Linked DNA regions of Mus musculus: all the other regions are linked to region 4. The links are chromatin contacts, called in public HiChIP or PLAC-seq and Micro-C maps. All regions are on one chromosome and are shown on one strand. Each heading gives the region's core, a stretch centred on a gene start, on an enhancer-like site or on the middle of the called end of the contact. The rest is flanking DNA. Distances are from core to core; before and after follow the strand shown. Region 1 overlaps Lrig2 (leucine-rich repeats and immunoglobulin-like domains 2). Region 2 has its middle 25 kb from the start of Gm38412. Region 3 overlaps Lrig2 (leucine-rich repeats and immunoglobulin-like domains 2). Region 4 holds the start of Slc16a1 (solute carrier family 16 (monocarboxylic acid transporters), member 1).

Evidence for each region. A called contact is a pair of places that touch in the nucleus more often than the background predicts. HiChIP or PLAC-seq counts read pairs in DNA pulled down with a chosen protein or histone mark.
Region 1: an H3K27ac HiChIP or PLAC-seq map of embryonic stem cells shows a contact between it and region 4, with 8 read pairs. The contact joins the enhancer-like site here to the promoter of Slc16a1 in region 4. A contact is called at or near these places in 17 of 39 promoter capture datasets (the 3T3-L1 cell line, 3T3-L1-derived adipocytes, the C10 cell line and 12 more), 1 of 15 datasets of contacts at CTCF or cohesin (CD8 T cells), 9 of 484 Hi-C or Micro-C datasets (LSK cells, the MNK3 cell line, bone marrow-derived macrophages and 6 more), 10 of 115 datasets of contacts at active chromatin or transcription factors (the SCID.adh cell line, bone marrow-derived macrophages, craniofacial prominence and 4 more) and 2 of 9 other capture datasets (adipose tissue and liver).
Region 2: a Micro-C map of embryonic stem cells shows a contact between it and region 4, with 2.2 times the contacts expected there. The contact joins the enhancer-like site here to the promoter of Slc16a1 in region 4. A contact is called at or near these places in 1 of 39 promoter capture datasets (pre-B cells), 2 of 484 Hi-C or Micro-C datasets (both in embryonic stem cells), 3 of 115 datasets of contacts at active chromatin or transcription factors (bone marrow-derived macrophages, memory CD8 T cells and pancreatic cancer cells) and 1 of 9 other capture datasets (adipose tissue).
Region 3: a Micro-C map of embryonic stem cells shows a contact between it and region 4, with 2.0 times the contacts expected there. The contact joins the enhancer-like site here to the promoter of Slc16a1 in region 4. A contact is called at or near these places in 2 of 39 promoter capture datasets (macrophages and pre-B cells), 1 of 484 Hi-C or Micro-C datasets (embryonic stem cells), 3 of 115 datasets of contacts at active chromatin or transcription factors (the SCID.adh cell line, T-cell acute lymphoblastic leukemia and memory CD8 T cells) and 2 of 9 other capture datasets (adipose tissue and liver).

The regions. Positions count from the first base shown.
Region 1 is chr3:104,494,067-104,497,508 of GRCm38.p6, forward strand. Lrig2 (leucine-rich repeats and immunoglobulin-like domains 2) reads right to left here. Exons shown (of 18, transcript NM_001025067.2): 2 at 3,423-3,442; 3 at 565-639; 4 at 1-126. Among named protein-coding and RNA genes, the nearest start is that of Lrig2, 16 kb to the right of the region's middle. Within about 2 kb of position 2,030, at least 12 of the 459 cell types and tissues checked have an H3K27ac peak or open chromatin away from gene starts, as enhancers often do. A contact at or near this core is called in the HPC-7 cell line and embryonic stem cells, where this site is marked.
Region 2 is chr3:104,432,623-104,435,796 of GRCm38.p6, forward strand. No RefSeq gene overlaps it. Among named protein-coding and RNA genes, the nearest start is that of Gm38412, 25 kb to the left of the region's middle. Within about 2 kb of position 1,684, at least 46 of the 459 cell types and tissues checked have an H3K27ac peak or open chromatin away from gene starts, as enhancers often do. A contact at or near this core is called in adipose tissue, embryonic stem cells and pre-B cells, where this site is marked.
Region 3 is chr3:104,453,140-104,456,398 of GRCm38.p6, forward strand. It overlaps Lrig2 (leucine-rich repeats and immunoglobulin-like domains 2), which reads right to left. Exons shown (of 18, transcript NM_001025067.2): 18 at 844-3,259. Among named protein-coding and RNA genes, the nearest start is that of Gm38412, 46 kb to the left of the region's middle. Within about 2 kb of position 1,647, at least 11 of the 459 cell types and tissues checked have an H3K27ac peak or open chromatin away from gene starts, as enhancers often do. A contact at or near this core is called in embryonic stem cells, where this site is marked.
Region 4 is chr3:104,637,249-104,640,494 of GRCm38.p6, forward strand. It overlaps Slc16a1 (solute carrier family 16 (monocarboxylic acid transporters), member 1), which reads left to right and starts at 1,416. Exons shown (of 5, transcript NM_009196.4): 1 at 1,416-1,580.

The DNA of each region.
Region 1 (3,442 bases), core at 780-3,279, 140 kb before region 4:
AGTGACATTCGAGGAAATGAAGATGTCTTGATTTCTGATATTATATTGGAACTGAGGTCTAAACTCTCAAGAGCAGAATAAAGCTCGAATGCTTCTGCATTTATTTCTGGGATTAAATTATGCACCCTACAAAACAAGGATGATATTGACGTTATTGTCAGTGATGCAACCCAGGCCACAAAGATACTAAATAATTAAGATCAACAGTATAGGTACTTGTAAAAACAATGGCATGTACTGTTATAGTGAAGGCAGAGTGGTAATAGGTGTTGATTCTCCAAAACAGGTATTTCTATATATACATGTGTGTGTGTGTATCTATATATATACACACACACACATACAAAATTCATAATTAAATAAGAAATCTGAAATCTTAACTTTCAGCATCTGCCTCTCATTACTGCCAAGTGCACACACAGTCACACCTGCATTTCCATAGGGGTGTTTGGGATTTGAACTCAGGTCCTTGTGCTTGCAGAGCCAAGCACTTGTATACACACACACACACACACACACACACACACCTCATAATTAAATAAGAAATTTGAAATCTTAACTTACAATGAAAGTAGAGTAATATTAGGTGTTGGTTCTCCAAAATATGGTATCTCTGTTAGCTCATTGTAATTCATTTTCCTAAGCAAAAGAGAAAAAAGTTTTAAAGGTTAATAATGGAAATTACCTCTTCAATTCTGGTTTTGGCTAATATCTTAATATATCCAAATTTGAAAGGGCCTATGACTGAGACTAAGTATATATAACTTTGAGAAATTCGATATTTTTAGGACTTTAAGTGTACATTTAAGTGCAGTGCCTTCAGAAACCAGTGGCATTGAACCCCCTGAAGCTTGAGTTAAGGTGGCAGCCACCCAATGTGTGTGTTGGAAACCAAACTCAGGTCCTCTACAAGAGCAGTATGTGTGCTTAAGCTGAGCTACCTCTCCAGCTCTAAGAAATTAGCAATTTTAATGTGCTGCTTCATAGTAATGATCTACCATTAAAGTCAGCATTACATACTGGATGTAGTTCTAGCATATCTGTAATCCCATTACTTCAGAGGGAAAGGAAGGAGAATGTAAGTTCAAAATCAGTCTGAAGTATATAACAGAAAGTCTGTCACAAAAACAAAAAACAAAAACAAATCAACAGCAACAAAAAAGAAAAAGAAAAATCAGTATTACAAAGGCTTGTGCCAGATATGATAACACGTGCCAGTAACCCCTGTCCTTTGACGCATGTAAGAGGATGCACAGGTCCACTGGCCAGCCTGTCCTACACAGTATGGTCTAAACCAATCTAAGCTATTTAGCAAGATACTGAGGGACTGAAGAGAGAGTTCCATGGTTAAAAGTACTGGGTGCTCTTCCAGAAGACTCAGGTTTGATTCCCAGAATCCATACAGCAACTCACAACTGTCTCTAACTGCAGTTCCATGGTATCTGACTTCCTGTGAATCCTGCATGCATGTGATGCACAGACATGCATGCAGGCAAACTACCCATACACATAAAATAATAAAAAGTTTTTTAAAGGGGGTCTGAAGAAGTGATGCAACTATGTTTTAATTTTAGAAAATTTTTAAAGGGTGGGATAGAGGTGTAGCTCAGTAGTAGGATAGTAGGGTAGTTATGAGCTGCCTCGCATGGTTGCTGGGTATGGAATTCATGTCCTCTGAAAGAGCATCAAGTGCTCTTTACCACAAAGCCATATCTCCAGCCTTCAATTCCTTCAATTTTTTTCACAGCAACTCTAGATTAAAAATTCCCAAATTCATATTGGAGAAATGGCCCAGGCAGTAAAGCTCTTGCTGTACAAACATGAGGACCGGAGTTTGGATCCCTAAAACCAATATAAAGCTGAACAGAGCAGCACACATCTGTACACCCAGTACTGAGGTGGGAAAGTGGAGCTACATGGATCCCTGATGACCAATGACCAGTCTATGTAGTACAGATTTCAAAGATGATGCTTCAAAAAATAAGGTAGAAGAGGCCAAGAAGCTAGGTCATAGGCCCTAAGGGGAAATCCACTACTATTATTCTGCTAAATAAGCATATCAATGAAACAACTCCTAATGACATATTGCTATACACATACATCAGTGTCTCTCTCAACCCTCATCAGAGAAGCTGTTTGTTGGTTTCGTTGGTTGTTGTTGTTGTTTTGTTTTGGTTTGGTTTGTTTGTTTGTTTTTCAAGACAGGGTTTCTCTGTATAGCCCTGGCTGTCTGGAATTCACTTGGTAGACCAGGCTGGCCCCTCCCGAGTGCTGGAATTAAAGGCATTCGATACCACGCCCCACAGAGAAGCTTCTTGAAGTAAATGGTAATTAACTAATCAATGTGCAGAAAGAAAGAACTTTGGAATGTTCAGCCCTAAATGCAAAATCTATACCAAACCTCTCCCATCAAGGTTCAGAGGTCTATGAAAAAGAGGAGGCAGAAAGATCCTAAGAACCAGAAGTAATGGGTAACTTCAAGGAAACAGCTGTCTTCTCAACACAACAGGGCAAATGCACATACGAACTCAGAGACTGTGACAGCAAGCACAAGACCTGCACAAGCTCAAGCCAGACAAAACCCCAAGGGGAAGTGGGCACAAAGTCCCACTTCAAGACAAAAAGCTATTTGCAATTGGTTAACTGCTAGGAGAGGAAATCTGTTTTCTTCAGTGGAGTGATACTGAGTCTATCAACCATACGCCAGGGAAGGCTCCATGCTCAGGAAGAGATAGCCAACACAAATTAGACTCCTTGTTTGCTTGCTTGCTTGTTTAGTTTTTGTTCTTTTCTATTTTATCTAATTTTATTTTATATGCACTGGAGTTTTGTTTGCCTGTATATCTGTGTGAAAGTGTCAGATCTTGGAGACAGCAGTGAGCAGCCATATGGGTGCTGGGACTTGAACCCTGGTCCTTTGGAAGAGCAGTCAACGCTCATAACCCCTGAGCCATCATCTCTCCAGCCCCTTGTTTTTGTTTTTTAAGAGAAAGAAAGAGTGCTGGATGTGGTGGCAGAGGTAGGTAGATTTTTGTGAGTTTGAGGCCAGCCTGATCCACAAAGTGAGTTCCTGTCCAGCAATGGCTACACAGTGAAACCCTTTTTCAAAAAAACAAAGACAAAAAAGAGAGAGAATGTGAAGTTGGCAATATAGGGAAGTATGTGAGGATCTGGGAGGAGTTGGAGGAAGAGAAAGAATATGATCAAAATATATGAAATTCACAAAAGAAATAAAAGCATTATTTTAAATAAGTAAAGCAGACAAGCAACTCACAAAGATACTAAATGTTAATCTCTGGACTCCACAAGAACTTACAGTGCACAGGTACACACACAGACACACAAATACACACCAAAAATATTCAAATTCATAATTAGGTTACTTTAAAGACTTTAATATTGAATGAATAAAAATAACTTACACTTCTTGTAATGTTTGTGA
Region 2 (3,174 bases), core at 434-2,933, 200 kb before region 4:
CCCTGTTTCAAAAAACCAAAATAAATAAATAGAAATTCGACAACAGATGTTGGTAAGAATGTGGGGGGAAAAGAAGCCTCGTTTGCTGCCGGTGGGAGGGCAGACTGAAACAACCACTGTGGGAATCAGATCAGAGTCTCAAAAAAAAAAAGGAAAAATAGAATTACCATATAACCTGCCTATACCATTCCTAGGCCTTGGCCCAAAGAACTCCATGTCCTACCTCAGAGATGCCTGCACGTTCATGTGCTTACGCAACCAGCCTGCATGTCCAGCAGCAGGAGAACGGGTAATGAAAATGTGCTTCATGTACAAAATAGGGTATTATTCTGCTGTAAAGAGCATGAAACTTGCAGGAGATGAATGGATCTCAAAAGTGTAACATTAAGGGAACATAATCTTAAACTCCAGAAGACCACAAAAGAAAGAAAAGAAAATTCTTCCTCATATAGGAGCTATAGCCTAGAATATATACATGAATATATGTGAACAGGTATTAAGTATGGGTATAGCCTAGAACTTAGAAAATGGGGTAATATTAGGTGAGGCGGAAGGTCAGAATGTAGGTAAAGGGCACGAGTCATGAGAGGCAAACTCTTTTTTTCCTAGCTTAAAAACTCTCTCTCTCTCTCTCTCTCTCTCTCTCTCTCTCTCTCTCTCTCTCTCTCTCGGAGGGGTTTATGTGTGTATAGTGTGTGTGTGTGTGTGTGTGTGTGTGTTAGATATATGAATTCAACTCTGCATACTAAAACAGCAAAATAACCATTTCTATATTCCCAAGGAATACACCCTTTGTTACTACTCTGAGGCATGAATGGGAGAACTGGGCTTGCTTTTAATCCTGTCAGTGTAACAGGAGTTAAACACACTAGTCAGTCACTGGCCCACTTAGAAAAGTCACTTTAAAAAAAAATATTGATTTGAGGGAAAAGAATTTTATAGTCCAAAGAGAAAAAAAAAAAAAAAAAAAACAAAGTCAAGAGACTCTATGAAAGAAAATGAAAAACAAAAGGTTTCTTATGTTTGCTGACTGGAAGAGTTCATCCAGTGAAACTGTCCACACTTCTGAACGTGATCTACAGATTCCACATTACGTCCATCTGAATACCGGTGGTGTTCCAAACAGAAGGGGGGTGGGGGGCTGGGATGTGGCTCAGTAGTCCAGCACCTGCACCTGCCTAGCATAATGAGGCTATCGATTCAGTCTCCAGTACTGGGGTGTGGGGAGAGCGAGAGGGGGTTGGGGGGAGGGTGGGGGATTTATATGGAATTCCCAACCCCAAAGTTCCAAAGTAATCTTATCTAGAAAGAGCAAAGCTGAGGGCATTGTAACTCCTGACTTCACAACATGCTACAAAGCTAGAGTGACCACACAGCAAGGCAGGCGATACTGTCCAGTGAGATAGAGAACTAGAACCCGTGTGTTTGCCCATGTAACACATGGAAAATGAAAGTTCTTTTTAACAATAGTCCTGGGTGAACTGCATATGCATAGGCAGATGAAACTAGGTTCCCATCCATCACTATGTAAAAAAAAAAAAAAAATCAAAATGGATTAAAGACTTAAGAGTAAAATAAATAAATCAGACACTATGAAATCAGTAGAGCAGCGGGACACAGGGAACACTTTGGGATTTGAGCAAAGTGGCTGTGACCCTGCCCCTGCCTCCGGGCAGAAACTGAGAAGAAAGAGAAAACCGACCCCTCCCACAAACGTAACAGAGGGGCGGGGCAGGCGTTCTCTAACACTCTCTGTAAGGAATTCAAACAACTCAGTAGAAAACAAACCCACACAAAAATCATAAATTGGTTAAAAGGAGCCCAAGCCCTAACTAGATTTCTCCAAAGAAGATACACAGATAGTCAACAATCACAGGGTTGTCATCCATCACCAGGGGGCACAAAACGGAGGGGAGATGACTCAGCAGATACGAGCAGTGCTGCTCTTGCAGAGAGAGGTTCAGTTCCCAGCACCTATATTGCTTCACGGCTGCCCTTAATGCTAGCCCTCGGGGACCTGACACCCTCTGACCTCTGCAGGTTCCTGTGCTCATGTCTCTCTCTCTCTCTCTCTCTCTCTCTCTCTCTCTCTCTCTCTCTCTCTCTCTCTCTCTCTCTCTCTCTCTTTCTCACACATACACACACACACACACACACACAATGGGACATCAAGTCAGCCCTGATAAGATGTCAATTATTAAAAAGACGAAGGTAACAAATGCCGGTGGAAATGTTGAGCAAAGAGAGCCTTGAGCACAGCAGTTGGGAGCATGGCCACCAGAGAAACAGCGTGCATCTGCCTTACAAAACAAGGAACACAACTGCAATGTGACCCAGAAAGCTGAGTGTATATTAAGATAAACTGAAATCAGCCCAACCAAGAGTCTGTGGCTCAGAGTTAAATGGCCGCAATTCACAGCAGCGAAGGTAGGATCAGCCTAGGTGCCCAGTAACAGACAAATGGATACGAACATAAAGTGTGGTGGCACATACCTTTAATCCCCATACTTGGAAGACAGAGGCATCAGATCTCTGTGAAAGTTCCAGGACAGCCAGGGCTACACAGAGAAACACTGTTCTTAAAAAAAAAAAAAAAAAAAAAAAAAAAGTAAACACACAATAGAATATTATTTGTGCATAAACAGGAACACAACTGTGTCATTCGCCCAACATGGGTGGAATTGGACGTAAGTGACGTAAATCAAGCAAGTGTCAAGAAAGACACTGTGTACTGAATCATATCCTGGCTGAATGCAGAGAGATACAATGGTCCAGAACCTGAGCAGAGATGTAGAGAGAGTGGTTAGTGAGCAGAGGGTTGCAGCCGGATGGGAGGAATCGCTGCTAAGGCCCTATAGCATCCAGGGTTTAACGGTGGCGGGCAAGTAGCTGGTGGGAGGATTTCACACGTTCCCATACTGAGAAATGAGAACTGTCTGAGGTGATGGATACGCCAGTCATCCTGATCCAATCATAACACATTGTGCACAGACACTGAAAAATCGCAGCCACGTTGTAGCTCATGAGGACATGCAATATGTTGATTAAAAATTGAATACAGAGGTCAAAAACTGACATACCTTCCTTAGTTTAAAGTCCTAAGGTCCCAAAACATCTCAAAAAATATGGGAGAACAGAAGGCTGCGCAGAGAGGCCAGAAAGAATCTAGACATC
Region 3 (3,259 bases), core at 397-2,896, 180 kb before region 4:
GCTATACTCAACAAAACTGGAAAGCCTCACAGTTTCTTTTCTTTTTCTTTCCTTTTTTAAGATTTATGTATTATGTATTTATATGAGTGCACTGTAGCTATCTTCAGACATACCAGAAGAGGGCATCAGATCACATTACAGATGGTTGTGAGCCGCCATGTGGTTGCTGGGAATTGAACTCAGGACCTCTGGAAGAGCAAGCAGCCAGTGCTCTTACCCGCTGAGCCATCTCTCCAGCACTGCCTCATGGTTTCTTGCTACTAGGTATATGGTTTCCCTGAAGCACTTTCCTTAACTACATAATGCAGATTAAAGCTGTCTTCCTGAGCTATATATACCCCCAGACCGCTGGAAGATTCAGACGAGTGCTTCCCAGAGTGTGGCAGATGTGCACAATGAGATCAGTGTAACAAGCCCAGTCTCCAAGGAGCCTACGCCCCAGAGAGACCAAACACTGAGGTGGTAGAACAAAGGTACAGAAAACTGACACTCCTCAAATACCAAGTTAACCAAACCAGACTGGAAAGTATTGTTCTCAAATTCCCCCCTTGCAATGGACACTTTCATGACTCTTGAGCCCATTTGTCTCCCAGCACCTAGCACCTGGCACCACAGTGGACCTCAGGAAGGACAAGCAGGAGAGCATGCAGTGCCCCAGCCACCCACTCCCAGCCCAGCTCCATTCCAGGGCGTGGCCAGCATCAGGCTCAGAAATTAGGACTTGGTAAAAGCTAGAGAAAAGCAAGTTCATCATCTTAACTACTTGAAAAGTCCTCTCAAAAGGGCCCAAACAAAATACACTATTCATTCCTATACTTTAGGCAAGAGAAGACCAGAGAATCATAATGTCTTAGCTTTATTGACATTACAGTAGACAGGACGAACACATGCTCTGTAAAATATACATTCTTATGTGAGAAAATATAAAGGATACCAGGAAACAGCCACATGAGACCACTTGGCTTGTACTTCCCTTTAGAGGCGCCTTACACCAGGGCTGCTCAGCCTGACACCCTCTAATGGGCAAGAGAACAGAGGGTGGCAGGGAGTATAAGTCAGGCAGGGGTGAAGAGGCGTCTCCAGCAGCCAGGTAATACTTCAAGGACACTTGGCCACCTGAAGATCAGCTCCTCTTTGAAAACAGTTACAGGTGCTACAAGATCACTTCACACCCAACAACATGCGCAGACAAGCCACGCTGCTCTTCACCTGATTATCAGGACTTCGAGGAAACAATATACAAATGAGAGGGAGAGGATCCAAACCCTAACTTACAGCACACCGGCCTTGAGAGCACTTGCCTGGGCTTGACTCCTAGGACATCATACACCAACCCTTTCACCTCCCACCTTCTCACAATCCTGCAAGTAATTCTTCCATTTTCAGATGTCCCCAATACAGCCTTACCTCAGGAACTTGGTACTTCTGCCAATGAACCAGACAGATGTCCAAAAAAAAAAAAAAAAAAAGGGGGAAAGGAAAGGAAAGGAGCAGAGAGGAGAGGAGAGGAGAGGAAATCTAGACTAACTGCTGTATATTTAACCATGTTCCAAACAAAAAGCTGAAAGTAGATGGGAGCATACCTCCACACTGGACTGGGAAAGAGATCTAACAGAAGCAAACAGCTCAACTATTCATGGCCCCATTGTTCTTATAACCACCCATTAATTTGAACAACAGTTCAGCTGAGGCTGCAGCTTAGAGGTAGAACACTTGCCTGGTATATAGGAAGCTATAGGTTTAATACCTAGGAATGCCAAAAGCCTGGAAAAAAGGCCCAAAGATGAACTATATCTCACTTAAGGAGAACAAATACAGGGCCTGAGTTGAGTGGGAGGACATGTACCGGGCATTCAGGAACCTGATGGTTGAATCCCAGTCCTGAGGGAAACAGCCACATTTCCCTGTTACTACTCCTTACTCCTGTAGTGTGTTATGAGAAAAGGCCATCCTCACACACTTGGTAAAATATAAACTGAACACTGTAATACCAATACCACTCCAGCTGGCTCTATAGGCAAGAACAAAAATCAATCTAGCCAGATATATCTAGTCTCCACATTTGGGAGGGAGAGACAAGAGAGTTCAAGGCCAGTGGCTGCTAAAAATAAAAAAATTAAAATCAAGAGTAAAGATGTATAATACAACATATACTTAAATTGTTTGTCACTGACATTTGTATCTGAAATGTAGGATTGGTTTTGTTTTTCAGAAAAATGATGCCATAATTTCATGTTTTTAGTTGTGAACACAGAGAAGATTATTTTGTTAACTAAGCAGACACTAGTCCTATGGTCAAACGTGAAACCAAATTCTCTAGGGTAAGAATCTTCTGTTGTTATTTCAGGAGCAGAGGCAGGCTCTTCTCGTCTGTAAATGGGTTCCTAATCAGTTACTCAGGCCAGCCAGGGATCTGGAAGCGCAGGCAGGTCAACATCTCCCCAATTCTCAGGAGATCCAATGGACACCGCAGCAGAAGGGCCACAGCTGGAGCTTGGAGGCGATATCTTGGGTAAGGTGTTTCTAGAGGACCAGGTCAAGGCCTGCTCTCTACCCTGACTACCCTGGGCTCTCCGTGAGGGCACAGAACTCTGACCACAGACAAAGTGGGATGGCCAGCTATAAATGAGCTGCTGTATACCTCCATCCTGAGCCTCCTGTGAGCAGCAGCTTCCAGACAAAAGACAACTTTTCCAATTCGGATGTGAGTTTTTTGTTTACTGACAGTGTTTAGAAGCAGAACATTTTTTCCTCCCCTGAGCATGTCTTAGACCGTTAAGTCTTGTATTGGCAAGATAAATACAGCTCAAGTTAGATGGAGCAGCATCACCCTTGATCTAGCTAACAGTTCACAAAGGCAGCTCTTCACTCAAGTGGCACAATCCTCTTTGGTTCCTGGCGGGAACTGGAGAGCAGCTTAGAGCAGCTAATAAACAGTCTCTTTCTATCAGTAAGACTCAGACACACAGCCAGCACGAGCAGTGCCAAGGGAGCAGGCTCTTAATGCCTTGTCATACCAGTAAAAAACCTGGAATACAGCCTAAAAGAAGGCATACAGTCTAAACAGATGAGAGCACTATACATTTTAAATGTTCAAAGTGGAAATGAAGAAAACATGTTTAAATAAAAAGCGAAAGTTTCAAAAGCAAACAGTGCTGCTGTCTGAGGAAGAAAACTTAGGTTTGAAAAAAAAAGCATGGGAAAAAAATGTCAGAAATTCACCTGAACTTTCTGACAAAAAGCTAAGAAGCTGTGAGTT
Region 4 (3,246 bases), core at 166-2,665:
GACTTTAAAAAATATTCTCACTGGGTGTGATGGAGCACATGCCTTTAATAGCAGCACTGAAGCAAAACCAGGCGGATCTCTTGAGTTTGAGGCCAGTCTAATCAACGTTACAAGTTTCAGGCCAGCCAAGAGAATACATAATAAGGCCATGTCTCAAAACACAAAATTAAACAAATAATCTTAGCGGTAGGGAGACAGAGGCGGGTTGATTTTTTTTTTTTTTTCATGTTTGCTCTCTTAGTTCGAAGCCAGCCTGATCTACATGATGAGTTCCAGGCCAGGTGGAGCTATACACACACACGAGGCTATCTCAAAAAAAAAAAAAAAAAAAAAAAAAAAAAACAAGAAATCAAAAACAACCAACCAAATACCCATCTCGTAATAATAAAAATATCAAGGGTCCTGGCCATCAAGAGTACTCACTAGTTTACCACTTCAAGACACTTTGGAATCTGGGCTTGGTGAAGAACCGAAAATGGCTCTTGTGACACCAGGCTCTGTGGCTTTGACTTTAAATGTTGGCGACTTCCTAGCCTGGTGACTTCTGCCAGTTAACCTCGTGAAGCCCGGGGTTCCTTAGTTACAAGATCTTCTTGGCACCTAATACGGTTGTGAAGATCATACAAGATAATTCTGGTACAGTGCTTACTTAGCATGCAACTGTCCTAATCCCACTAGCCATAATCCCGACCCGTCCCCCAAATCCAGTGTTCATAAACTTCTGGCCTAAGAGCATGCTCATATCAGCGTTTCCAACGTACACACTCTCTGCCCCGGGGCCAGTTTCTCCTGACCGGCTTGTCCTTAAACTAAGCGTTCATCAAATGCCACAGGTCAGGCTCTGTGACGAGATACTTGCGTAAAATCGCACATTAAACTTCCTAACGCCTCCATAGTGGCTGATGTAGCGCAAGGAAACAGGCCCGGAGGGTTCCAGCAACTTCCCAGGGTCCCCGAGCCCGGGTTCCAGGCCCACATCGGAGTCTACCAGTGTCCGTCCATTCAAAATGCTGTTCAGTCCCCGGACTCCGACGGTCCATCGCCTTCGCCCTCTGCACCTCAGGGTCCGCCCTCAGGGCAGTTTTTTTTTCCCCTTTTCTCCTCCAGAGCCTGAGGGGTGAGGCCCACGATGGCGTCCCCGGCACGCGCCAAAAGAAGCTACCCCCTCAGAGCGCTGATAAGGATGTGCGGGGTCTCCGGGCCGCGGCGCCGGGTCACGTGGCGGGAAGGGGGGCGCCGGCGCGCGCGCCCGAGCGAGCGAGCGGGCACGCGCAGCCCGCAGCGTGTGGAGGCGCGAGATGCCGAGCTGGGAGTATGTATGGCAGGGAGGGGGCGGCGGCCGGGAAGGCCGACTCCACCCCCTGTGCGCATGCTCCGGCCCCCGCGGGTTATAAGGCAGCCGCGCCTGCCCCGCCAGACAAAGTGGCGAGCTGCGACGTGACTGGTCGGTCGTGTAGGTGCAGCAGCCAAGGAGCCCGGCGGCGGGCAGGGGACACGAGCGGGACCCCCCCGGCTCCGAGGAACTGCGGCCCGCGCCGCCGCGTCACGCATACTCCGGGCGCCGCGAGACACACATAACGGTTAGTCCGGGCTGAGCGGGCAGCGCGCGGCACGGAATCCGCGGTGCCCTTGGTGCCCCGGTGGGGTCGCGGAGCCCCGCGGGCACGCGGGGACTTTCCTCCCTGGGGCAAGGGTCGGGGCGAGCGACGCGGCATCCTGGGCGCGCGGAGCCGCGTGGCCCGGAACGTGGCGTGGGTGAAGGGGACCTTGAGGCGCTGGGCACAGCGTCTCTCCCGGCCGAGCTGCGGGCCCGTGGTCAGGTGGCGGCCGCCGGGCTGCGGGAGTCGGGTCATGGTGCCCGGTGACCTTGGGGGAGACGCTTCCAGCGCTGCCTACTCTAGGCGCCTGGAGAGATGCTTAGGTCGGGAAGAGGGACGACCTGAGGCCGCTTCACGTGGTGCACTCCTGCCGCCTTCTGCTGGGGCGGGAGTTACTTAGGACTCGTGGCATACCCGCCCAGCCTCCCCGGTCTGCCAATCGGTGTCCCACCAGGTGACTTGCTAGAGTGGTGTGAGGAATGTGAGGAGCTGCATTGCGGACCGCCGGTACAAGACTACGGGGTTCGAGTGAACTTTGAGGAAGGGGCTCTTTATGGTCCAACCTGTGGCTTCGGCGCGTCTGCCGCGGGCACGGGGTCCCAAGGCATCCCTGTGGAGCAGATTTAAACGTCCTTATATTTGGTCAGAGCACACTTTCTGGGCCAAGTACATCCCTTTGCCGAGTACATTTTAGCTTTTCTTTATGATGGCGTTTTTGGTGCAACCAGCAGTTACGAAAACTAGCGTCTGATCACTCAACCAGGAAACGCACGTGTTACTACTTCAGTCTTTTCCCGTTTTCCAGTGGCTCATTATAAACTGGCGGGCTACTGCTAGTAGTTACACAGTGACAAACTACTTTTGTTTTTTTTTACCCATAACTAATTTTGAAATCTTAAGGCGTCATTCCGCTTAGGCTCGGGGTGTGTTGCTCAGTGGCATGAGTACCTACCTGCCTGGCCTACCATGCCTGAGGCTCCAAAGTTTGATCGTCGGCATTGAAAAAAAATTACTTTGGTTTTAAATGAGTATATGCTGATGTGTGAGATTAGTAATTGTACGAGAGTTTGGGAAAGGGTGGATGGGAATTAAATCAAGCAGGGTGGGTTTTTGTTCTCGTGTTTTGCTTGTTTTTCTCAGCTGAATAAGAGACTCTTGAATTTATTTATTCATCATTCATTTATTTTAATTAAGTGGTAAATGGTGCTTCTAAGTCCAAGTCTTCGGGGATGTGTATGTGTGTGTGTGTGTGTGTGTGTGTGAGAGAGAGAGAGAGAGAGAGAGAGAGAGAGAGAGAGAGGAAAAAAGGAGAAGGAAGTGGTCAGTCCATCGCCTTAACCTTTCGGAAATTAAATCCAAGGTGTACAGGCAGGAGGTATAGGCTTTACATAGTGAGACCCTTCTCAAAAAAAAAAAAAAAAAAGTAAAAATGACTAAATTTTACAACTTTGCTTTCCAAGTATCATAAGAAATGACCAATAATTCAAGACTTTAGATGGGGGGGGGGGGTCGACACAGAGCTTCTCTGTGTATCCCTGGCTGTCCTGGAACTCTGTTGACCAGGTTGGCCTTGAGCGCAGAAGAGATCTGCTTCTGCTTCCCCAGTGCTGGAATTAAAAGCGTCTGCTACCATGCCCAGTCCTAGAAT